Linked DNA regions of Mus musculus: region 1 is linked to region 2. Evidence: chromatin contacts called from public promoter capture Hi-C data. All regions are on one chromosome and are shown on one strand. The core of a region is the stretch at or near the end of the contact, and the rest is flanking DNA. Distances in the headings are between cores, read along the strand shown. Region 1 holds the start of Ddost (dolichyl-di-phosphooligosaccharide-protein glycotransferase). Region 2 holds the start of Kdm1a (lysine (K)-specific demethylase 1A).

Evidence for each region. Promoter capture Hi-C pulls out the DNA fragments that hold promoters and counts their contacts.
Region 1: a promoter capture Hi-C map of pre-B cells shows a contact between it and region 2, with 5 times the contacts expected there. The contact joins the promoter of Ddost here to the promoter of Kdm1a in region 2. A contact is called at or near these places in 1 of 39 promoter capture datasets (pre-B cells) and 1 of 9 other capture datasets (liver).

What each region holds. Positions count from the first base shown.
Region 1 is chr4:138,301,378-138,307,072 of GRCm38.p6, forward strand. Ddost (dolichyl-di-phosphooligosaccharide-protein glycotransferase) reads left to right here and starts at 3,361. Exons shown (of 11, transcript NM_007838.3): 1 at 3,361-3,661; 2 at 3,778-3,888. The coding sequence starts at 3,502. It overlaps Kif17 (kinesin family member 17), which reads left to right. Exons shown (of 15, transcript NM_010623.4): 15 at 1-596. The coding sequence ends at 50.
Region 2 is chr4:136,598,990-136,604,757 of GRCm38.p6, forward strand. It overlaps Kdm1a (lysine (K)-specific demethylase 1A), which reads right to left and starts at 3,734. Exons shown (of 20, transcript NM_001347221.1): 1 at 3,243-3,734. The coding sequence starts at 3,596.

The DNA.
Region 1 (5,695 bases), core at 2,111-4,610, 1.7 Mb after region 2:
AAGCCAAGCGTAAAAAAAGCAAAAACAGCTTCGGTGGTGAGCCTCTGTGATCCAGCTGCCTGCTGCTATCTGCTTTCAAGAAACTTCCGAGTCCTCTCTGCAAAGCCCCAACCAGGCCTCTTCTCTCCTACTCCACAGTGTCCCCAAGCCCAAGGGGATCTTAGCCCTGGGAAGACACGTTCCCTTCCCTATTCCCTAGAGAACTCCCTTTGGCCCAGGGCCTGAGCTTTGTGGAAGTTGGACTACACTTCTCAGAGAGAGGCCTGCTCCAGCTATTCACAGGAGCCAATGTCCCTACTGACTTGCCTGCCACTGAGCCTACACTAGCCAGTGTGGGTCTACCTCCACGGGCTCAGATGCCCACCGATCTCCCCAGGCATTCTCATACAGAGCACAGAAGCTGCCAACCACACGGACAAAACTCAACATCTTGGTGACTTAAGATTTGGGCCTCTGTGATTGGCCCCTTCCAAGGGAACCTGTGACACACAGTGGACCTGGAGACAGCTGCTGTGCCTAGCCTACCCTTGGCTGGACAGCAGTCCAGAGAAGGTGATTTACAGAAAGCTGCCCAATAAACTGCCTTTTGGAATAAGCGCCCTTTCCCAACCCTCTGATGCTTCCTGGGGCCTGCCCTGCCATCCTGTAGAGAGACTGGGTCACTGCTTGCAGCAGCTCTAGAGGTTCTGTCACCAGCACAAGTGACTATACAAGCAGAACCATGCCTTGCTGAGGCAGAAATGGCCTGGTTTGTAGTGTGTGTATTTGTGTCCATGTATGTATGTATGTATGTATGTATGTATGTATGTATGTATTCATGTGTATGTGTGCATGTGTGTAGATCAGAAGGCAACCTCAGGTATCTTTTCTCAAGGACTCTGCCAATCGAGCTCTCTCTCCAGCTTCTGTGTGTGTGTATGTATATGTATGCACGTGTGTGTGTGTGTATATATATATATATATATATATGTGTGTGTGTGTGTGTGTATATGTACACGTGTGTGTATGTGTATATATATGTGTGTGTGTATATGTATATGTACACGTGTGTGTGTATGTATATGTACGCACGTGTGTGTGTGTGTATATAAATATTTTTTATGGGGGCACATGTGCTATGGTATGCATGTGGAGGTTGGATGGTGACCTGTGGAAGTCAGTTTCTTCCCTCTGCCATGTGGCCCCAGGGATTGAATCTATGTCATTAGGCTTGGCAGCAAGTGTCTCCAGCCACCAAGTACCTCCCCAAACCACCCAAGCACACTCCCCCCCTTTATTGTGTGTGCCTAAGTTGGGGACATGTGTCGTGATGCTTGGACGGAGAGGAGAGAGGCCAGCTTCCAGGATGGCTTCTCTCCATCCACGGTGGCTTCCGGGGATTGAGCTCAGGTTTGTGCAGCAGGTGTGGTTACTGCTGTCCTGCCAGGCTTCAGGGACCCGAACTGGAACTGTGTCCTGACATAGCCAGAAATGAATCCAGGTTGCCATGACAGCCCTCCCCTCTGTATTCCAGCATGACCTCGGTGGGCCCACAGTCAAGGGAGCTGACAGTTCCTCACCACCTCGATAAACGAGAGCTGCACCCACTTCGTGGTATTCTGTGAAGGGTTAGAGTATGTGCTAGCTCTGTACTGAGCTACTCTGCCCTCCTCCTTATACCAGAGACTTTGGTAGGCCTTACTTACTCTTGGGCCAAGGAGTTTTCACTGAAGCAGCCAGGGTACAGGGTCAGACTACCAAAGGCCACTGCAGTAGCACCAGTCAGGGGAGGTTGCTCAGGTTTCTGAGGGAATAAAGCCCCACCCACCACCATGGAAAAGCAAAGATACAGATCTCAGGTGGGAGTCCTGGGGAGGGCGGGCACCTGTGGAGGGAGCTGAAAGGGCAACAGGTGCAGATGGGCAACTCAAGGGTGTGTGCGAAGGTTGGCAGTACTCAGAGCAGAGAGCAGAGGCGGTTGAAGCTATAGGGAGAGGTGTAGGTGGGTACCTTGAAAGGGTGTCCTAACAATGGCACATCCCTAAAGTCAGTGTCACTGAGTGGTGTGGTTGGGCTTCAGAGAAGTTTAGGAACGATAATTATTATATGGAGACGGTCACATCCAGCTGGCCTGGGACTTGCATGTAGCTGAGGACAACTTTGCACTAATTATCCTGATGTTTGTATCTCGAGTGCTGAGGTTACAGCTGCCAGCTGCCATGCCTAGTTTTCTATGATACTGGGCATCAAACCCAGGCCTTCCTGCAATCTAGATAATGCATGCATCTTACCCACTGAAGTACACATCCCTAGACCTCTACGTTTTATTTCTGTCCTGAATCTTGGGTTGGTGTGTGTGTGTGTGTGTCAGAAGACAACTTGCAGAAGGCCGTTCTCTCCTTCCACCGTCTGGGGCCCAGGGATTGAACTCACGACGTCAGTCTTGGTGGCAAACAAGCACCTTTATCAGCTGAACCATCTTGCTGGCACCCCATGTTGGCTTATAGACAATTCCGCTAGGCACCACGCAGCAGCTTGGGTAGCCGCCAGCCAGGTGCGAGCCAGGCGTGTAAGGACTCCTCTCGGCTAACCTGCCTCTCTCCCTATCTCCTATTCTCTCCTCTCTCCCCCCAGATGTTCTCAGCTGGCCTCTTCTCTACCATTCTCTGTTCCCCTTTTCGGTCTCTACCCCGTCCCAAGTCCCCTTCCCTTCCACCGACGATAAATCGTCTTTACACTAGGTCTGTCGCGTGGCTTGATTGTTCAGGGGATCACCTTGGCCGGCCAGCCAAGTTGCTCCCTCCCGCCGCATTATACCAGCTCTCAATATGTGACCCCAGCAGGCCTGGACTCACTATGTGGACCAGGCTGGCCTCGAAGTCACAAAGATCTGCCTCTGCCTCCCACTCGAGTGCTGAAATTAAAAGCACGAGCCACCAATCCTGGTTGTGAAGAGCCTTTTGATCACTAACCTTCTCCTTGGCCATCCACCCTGTTTCGGGCCTGGCCAGAGCCTATTTCCCCACCTCATTGCTCTCAAGAGATAAGGGCCTGCTTCCGAGCCCGTTAGACTAGCGACAGGCGAGGAATTCACCCCTATCTGGTCCTGGTAATGACAACTGCGTCCTGGGGGAAAAGGGGCGGCTGCCTAGGAAACGGAAAATCTGGAGACGCTAGAGGAGAGTTTGAGAGATGTGGCGGGAGCTAGCCTGGGCGGAGGCAAAGGGCGCCCGGCTTTGTTGATTGGCAGCAGCTACGGAGCTGTCTCTCTTGGATTGGCCCTTTTCCATGGGGGAGGCGGAGCCTCAAGTGCGTTTCGCCAATAAGGTACAGAGACTCGGCCTCCGGAGGGCCACTTCCGGTGGCGTTCCCTGCTTCTTGGTCCGTCCCCGCAGCGGCGTGGGCCGCGGGGCCACGGAGTACCCGGACCGCTTCCAAGTGGTACTCCGCCGCTGCGAGCGGCCATTGGGCGGCCGCGAGGGACGCTTCCGGTGCCCAGGTGCTGGCCTGGGCTGCTGGGAGATGAAGATGGATCCCCGCCTCGCCGTCCGCGCCTGGCCCCTCTGCGGGCTGCTGCTGGCCGTGCTCGGCTGCGTCTGCGCCAGCGGCCCCCGCACCCTCGTGCTGCTGGACAACCTGAACGTGCGGGACACGCACTCGCTGTTCTTCCGCAGCCTGAAGGGTGAGCGCCGAGCAGAGCCGAGGGAATGGCCCGGGTTGGGGCGGAGACGGCAGCCCCCTCCGAGGGCTGCAGCAGGGATTCCTCTCCTGACCGGGTTCCGGGTTTCTTTCCTCCAGACCGGGGCTTTGAGCTCACCTTCAAGACCGCAGATGACCCCAGCTTGTCCCTCATTAAGTACGGGGAGTTCCTCTATGACAACCTTATCATCTTTTCCCCGTCGGTGGAAGGTAAGGGCGCGCGTCGCCCCTCGAAATGGGATTGGGGGGGCTCAGGAGACGGCTGTCTTCTTGTTCCTGGGCATGTTCTGGGTCTTGGGGTGAGTTTCGAAGTATAGTAGAGGAAAATGTTAATTGCAGCTTGGGCCTCGGAGATTTCATCCGTCAAAAAGATACAGCTAAGGATAGAGTGCCAAATGTCACCCGTAGACATTTCGCTTCTGGAGAAGGGGGTTTTCTCTAACAAGGGTCCTGATAAAGAAACTCTTGATTTGACTTGCTTGTGTACAAAGATTTGTCACATTATTAACATGGATTGCTGTAAAAAGTCATTCTGCAGGTCATAAGAATACAAATAGATACATACCCATCAACCCTTAAGGCCTGATGGATGTGTTTTGGCTGACCAACACAAGGCTAGTTGGTATTGGGGGTGGTGGGAAATATGCATGTATGTGAGGTTGTGCACACTTCTGTGGACGTGTAGAATCGGGTCACCTACTCTGTCACACTCCTCACTCCCTTAAGCCAGGGTCTCTCACTGAACCTGAAGCTTGCCATTTTGACTAAGCAGGCTGGACAGTGAGCTCTCAGATCAGTCTCTGCCTCCTGATGCTTGGGTAATAGGCACCGCTTGTCATTCCCAGCCCTTACTGGAGACTTGAACCCAGTGACCGACCTGTGGCTGCCTGCTAAGCCATCTCACCAGCCCTCAGAGACTACTGAATGGAGTGAAGATCTGTAACTTACACTTAACTATTTCTGTCTTACAAGGCAGTTGAGTCCACCACTAGACATTTCTGTTAAGATCTACTGAGCTGAACTTTGTCTCTCTCTTCCATGTGTATATTTGGAGAAGTGTTCTTAACTCCCTTGGGCCTGTGAGTCTGGTGTCCCCAACCGAGAATAGATGACATGAGAGTCTCATATTTTTATCTTGCTGAGATGCTTGCCCTTCCCATAGCTTTAGCCACTTCCTATGTATTTTCACTAACTAGCTATCTCCAGTTCCTTTGGCAATTTTCTTTTCTTTTCTTTTCTTTTCTTTTCATTCATTCATTCATTTTTTTTTTTTTTTCAAGACAGGGTTCCTCTGTATAGCCCTGGCTGTCCTGGAACTCACTTTGTAGACCAGGCTGGCCTCGAACTCAGAAATCCACCTGCCTCTGCCTCCCAAGTGCTGGGATTAAAGGCGTGCGCCACCACCTCCTGGCTCTTTTTGCTTTTTTAAACACTTTAAAAAATATATAACTTAGTTGTTTTTGCTTTACATATATTGGTGTTTTGAATGCATGTATGTCTGTGTGAGGGTGTTGGATCTCCTGGAACAGGAGTTACAGACGTGCTAGGAATTGAAACCAGGTCCTCTGGAAGAGCAGCCAGTCCTCTTAACCACTGAGCCATCTGTCCAGCCTGACAATTTCTTATGTGTGTGTGTGTGTGTGTGTGTTTGTTTGTTTGTTTTGCATGGATATTTGGCCAGCATGTATGTCCCACCATGTTTATGCCTGATGCTTTCAGAGGCCAGAAGAGGGTGGTGGATCCCTTTGGACTGGAATTGCAGACAGTTGTGAGCTGCTGTGTGGGTGCTGGGAATTGAACCCTGGTCCTCTGGAAGAGCAGCCTGCGTGCTTAGTCACTGAGCCGTCTCTCCAGCCCTGGCCGTTTCTTTTGCTTTTTTGGTGAATGTGCTAGGTAGTTTTTCCGTTTCATCTTTGGCCCAGGCTGTCCCTGTCTGGGGTAAGATGTCCCTGCCATTCTCTACTTCAGTTAAACACGGATGGCCTTTTGTTTCCCCTGGCAGCTACTTTGTATTCTG
Region 2 (5,768 bases), core at 2,484-4,983:
AAATAAATAAATAAATAAATCTTTAAAAAAAATTCCTCTACAGTCTTACAAGAGACTTGAAAACACATGGTTGCATGTTTTACATTACTGTTCACAGCTACCTTATACATAACAGGAAAAAAAAACTGGGCTGTAGTGGCGCACCCCTTTAATCCCAGCACTTGGGAGGCAGAGGCAGGCGGATTTCTGAGTTCAAGGCCAGCCTGGTCTACAAAGTGAGTTCCAGGACAGCCAGGGCTACACAGAGAAACCCTGTCTTGAAAAAAAAAAAAAGAGAGAGAGAGACACCCCCAAAAAAAGGTCCATACTAAAGGCAATAAATAAACAAACAAACAAATAAATAAAAATCAAAGAGCCACATATACTGAGACTGCATAGAGAATGTTCAGAACAGGTAACTCCATACAGTCAGACTGTAGACCAGTGATTGCCAGGAGCTGGAGGTAGGGAGATGAGAAAAGACAACTAGAATACAAGTACCTCTGTAGAAGCCAGGCAGTGGTGGCACATACCTTTAATCAGAGCACTCAGGAGGCAGAGGTAGACAGATTTCTGAGTTCGAGGCCAGCCTGGTCTACAAAGTAAGTTCCAGGACAGCCAGGGCTATACAGAGAAACCCTGTCTCAAAAAAAAAAAAAAAAAAAAAAACAATCAAACAAAAAAACCCAGGTGTCTCTGGGAAACAATGAAATGTTCTAAACTGACTGTGGTGGTGTTTTTATCTTATGATTACATAATTTATTTTATTTTTAATGAGTTTTTTAAAGATGTATTTATTTATTATATGTAAGTACACTGTAGCTGTCTTCAGACCTCCAGAAGAGGGTGTCAGATCTCATTATGGATGGTTGTGAGCCACCATATGGTTGCTGGGATTTGGAACTCAGGATCTTCGGAAGAGCAGTCACTGCTCTTAACCGCTGAGCCATCTCTCTAGCCCCAGATTACATAATTTAAAAGCAACATTGACACATTATCTCAAATCTGTTTTGAGATTGATTCATTCATTCATTCACTCATTATGTATACAGTGTTCTGACTGCATGTATGCTTGCATGCCAGAAGAGGGCACCACATCTCATTATAGATGGTTCTGTGCCACCATGTGGTTGCTGGGAATTAAGCTCAGGACCTCTGGAAGAACAGCCAGCAATCTTAACTTCTGAGCCATCTCTCCAGACCTCAAATCTGTTTTTAAGTTATCTGTTTCTGGACATGACTTGATAAAACGGGTTCCTACTGGACTCTGCCTTCCTTCATGTCCAAGGTTGAAGTCAACCTCTGTGCTTTTCTAATGCCTTTAATAAAATCAAACAAACAAACTAACGCAGGCGGTTTGAAATGTATTCAGATTATCTTGGGGGCAGGGCGTCACTGTGTGCCTTTGCCTTCCCACATGCACTTTCTTCAGTTTTAAGAGGATTCTAGTTTTGTGGATTTTAAGAACATGTTTGGTAGGTTTCCTTATAGCATTTTCATACATCATTGGTTTTGGTTGACCCTTCCTCTCCATCTCTGCTAAAACTATTCCAGTATCCCCAATACTCCTCCTTTCTAATGCATGTCTGATAATCCCTCCTCCCCCAACAGGCCTTTCCCCCAAATCCAAATGACTGAGCAGTGAGTATGAAGGTCTCAAGCAGGAAGCTGAAGGCTCTCCAGTAACACATCCCACCGCCCTGGAAAATGATACCCAGCAGCCTGGCACAGTGTAGGGACCACTCTGGAAGCCTAGGTCAGACTATGTGTTGAGCATAGGAATCTGAGATCTTACGAGCAACATAACAAGATATTTGTTAATCAAAAACAAAACAAACCAGGCCTACTGAGGCAGGTCTAGAATCCCAGTCACTTGGGAGGCTGACCCAGGAGGTTCACAAGTTCAAGCACTGTTTAAGCCACAAGATAAATTTAGGGCCAATATAGTTTCAAAATAAAAAGGAGGACTGGGGCTATAGTAGAGAACCTGTCTAGCACATAAGAGAGTCAACTCCCCAGCACAGCAGGAGAGAACAATGTACAAGAAGCTACCTAAGTCACACTACTTAACACTTGTATTTATCTTGCAGTGCTACAAACAGAAACACAAATTCTCAATTCTGCTTGGCCAGTCCTGTGCCATTCAGCCATATCCTTAGACTACTTTCTTTTTTAAAGATTTATTTATCTGAGTACACTGTAGCTGTCTTCAGACACACCAGAAGAGGGCATCAGATCCCATTACAGATGTGAGATGGTTGTGGTTGCTGGGAATTGAACTCAGGACCCCTGGAAGAGCAGTCAGCAGTCTTAACCACTGAGCCACCTCTCCAGCCCCTTAGACTACTTCTTGTATTTATTACAAACCCATATGTATTTCCAATTTCCCCATCAGATTAAGCATCTCTGGTTAAGGCTAATACTGTGCAATAAAGCCACACCAATGCTTAGCAAGGTTACTGACCCAGAGGGTTGTTTGTTTGTTTGTTTGTTTGTTTCAATATCGAATTACACCTTGTCAAAACACCAAACTCTGAAACTGCAAACCTCTTTTTACTCATTCTTAAAATGAAGCTAACAATACCAGTCCAGTGGTGTTTGGGAAAACGAAAAACGCTGGCCCTGTGCCAAATGCACCATCTGGCATACTGGGGTGTGAGACAGAGGTTATCTGTGGATAGTGTTGGATTTGATGCCAAATCTTTATCTTTATATTCGCCCCGTGTCCAACTGGTATTCTTCATTCGCTTCCACAATTTGAAAAAGTCTACCCGGGCCCCAAGAAAGCGCTGGCCTCCAGGCCTGACAACCTCAGTTCGATTCCTTAGCATGGCGGAAAGACAGGAAGGACTCAGGCGAGCTATCCTATGACCCCAACTCGCACACGCACAATAAACGATTGGTTTTTGTATATTTTATTATTTTATCTTTAAAAAAAAGAAAGAAAGAAATAAGAGTCTACGCGTACCTGGCGTACAGCAAGACCTTTCAAAAACAAAGAAAAAGTCTCTTTCTTTTCATGCAGCTTGACTCTTAGAGCATCACACCCATCTCCCCGGTGTACACAACCCAGAAGCCGTCCGCCGTCCGCACACATCAGACACACAGGTAGACAAACGCGTCGGGAAGCCATCTTTCCCAGTCAGACCATCAGGGTCACACCCTCCAGCGCCCGATACACCGGGTCCCCGCACAAAGGCCGGGCCTCCCCTCCCCCGGCCCCACTCCGGTCCCCGGGACCAGCGGTTCGATCACGGCCTCACCTTGGCCCGCTTGCGCCGGCTGGTCCGTCGGCCCTCCGGGGTCTCGGCTATTCCGGTCTCCATGGGCGTCGCGGAGCCGGGCCCGGCTGTGGGCCCCGCCTGGGGCCCAGCAGACCCCGGCGGCTCGGCTAGGCCCCCGGGCGGCGAGGCCCGCGGAGGCTCCTTCTTTCGGGGAGTGCGCTCGCCCGCCGCCCCCGTAGCCATGTCGGTGGGGCCCGTCAGGCCCGCGGGCGGCGCGGCCACCTCAGAGCCGTTCTCGGCACCGCCCGCCGCCCCGGACCCGGCCTCGGTCCCAGCAGCCGCCGCCGCCGCCGCTGCCGCTGCCGCCGCCGCCGCCTTCTTCCCAGACAACATCTCGGGCCGCCTGGCCGCCGCGGGCCGCAGGGGCCGATCGGTCTGCCGCTCCGTGGGTCCGCAGCCGCCTCGCGCCTCTCCGCCCCGCACCTCTCACGCTCCGTGCGAAGCCAAACACCCCCGCGTGCGCACGCGCCCTGCGCGCTCCCGCCGCACCAGGACAAAAAAGCAGCCGCTTGTCCCCGGCTCAAGACCAGAGAGCGACGTCCTGGAGGCTAGAGCGGCGCCGCAGCTCCGATCGCGAGGCTGACCTAGAGCGCCCCCTGCGATTGGGAGTGCGACCCAGCATATCCGCCTGACTTCGGGTTCTGAGCCCGACCGTTTTCATCAAGGACTCTCAATATTCACCCCATACACTAGTCACTTCAACTAATAACATTCACTCTCCCTGCAGGACAAGGGGTGGATTATGGAATTCCGGCTTTCAGAGGGCTTACTACCTAATTGAGACAGGGGAACACTCTGAAGTACAACTTAATTAATGATCACTTAATTATCCTGTGCTCTGTAACTCAACCTTTAGAGCACTGGCCCAGAATGTATATGGCCCCGAGTTATCCCTAGAGCTAGGGAAACTAGCTTCATAATGGCCCTGCTTGGACTGTGGGGAAATAAAGAGTGCACGAATTTCCACGGTAATAAAATAGAGAGAAATGAGGAATTTCTGGTTTGAGTCAAAGTGGACTCGCTCTTGCCTCCAAGCCGTGTTTATTTTCTTTCTTGAGGCTGCACATGCTCGCCACCATGCCTCCTCCTCCATGCCTCTCATCTCCAGGCGCATAACACTTCTTCAACCTAGGTCAGTTCTTTCTTTTCTTTTTTTCTTTTTTGGGGAGGGGGGTGGGGGATTGGTTTTTCCGAGACAGGGTTTCTCTGTATAGCCCAGCCTGTCCTGGAACTCACTTTGTAGGCCAGACTGGCCTCTAACTCAGAAATCCACCTGCCTCTGCCTCTGCCTCCCAAGTGCTGAGATTAAAGGCATGTGCCACCACTGCCCGGCTTGGTCAGTTCTTTCTAATGTTGTGAATGTGGGTGTTTTATTCATGAGATGTTGAGATGTATAGGATGTTGGGGGGCTATGAGATATTCACCAGAGAAGAATGCAGGCATGGGTTTAAGCCAATAGAAAGTATTTACTTGGGGCCTGGGGAGATGGGGGGCTGGAGAGATGGCTCAGTGGTTAAGAGAAGTGACTGCTCTTTCAGAGGTCCTGAGTTCAATTCCCAGCAACTACATGGTGGCTCACAACCATCTGTAATGGGATCTGATGCCCTCTTCCGGTGTGTCTGAAGACAGCTACAGTGTACTTAGAAATAATAAATAAAACTTTTTTAAAAGCTTCAGTTAGCCAGAAGCAGAACTACAGAAGCCAAAAAGCAAGGTCAGTCCATTTCCCAAAACTACGGACTTAAATGGATTAAGCCTTTGTTTTAGTTTTGGCAGGTGGTACTGTCTATGTGTTAAGTTTTACAGCTTAAATGGTATTTCCACCATTGAGTTAACTGTGGTAAGATCTTTCAGCCTACTAAGATTTGGGGCCCTGTTACAGGGTTTTGCTGGTTTGTTTAATTCTTCCAAGGTGATGAAGTTGAACACAGAACAGCAGGAGGAAGGTTGCTGGAGGAAACTCCATACCTTGATCGGGGTGATGCTTACAGAGGTGTGAGTATTCACTAAAATTCACTGAACTCTGTGAACAAAATAGACTTTAAAAACAAAAACAAAAAAAAACTAGGCCTGAAGGTGGTGGTGCACGACTTTAATCCCAGCACTTGGGAGGCAGAGGCAGGCAGATCTCTGAATTCGGGGCCACCCTGGTGGTCTACAGAGCAAGTTCCAGGCTGACCAGGGCTACACAGAGAAACATTATCTCAAAAAACAAACCAAAAAGCAAAAACAGTACGCAGGAAGAAAAAAAAAATGTGTTCACAGGACCACGTATGTCCCATGTGTGAAGTATGTTTTCATGGTCACAATTAACAAAATTGGTGAGTGTGGTAGAATTATATTGAGGGGTTGGAGAAAGCTTTGTGAGGAAGAGAAGAGAGCAGTTTAGAGAAGAGTTCGTAATGTAAGGAAGTCTAGGGCTAAATCCTGCTCTTCCATCATAAGCAGGTGATATGATATATGGTGTAAAAGATGTGAGCGTATTACTCTCCCGTCCCCCTGGCT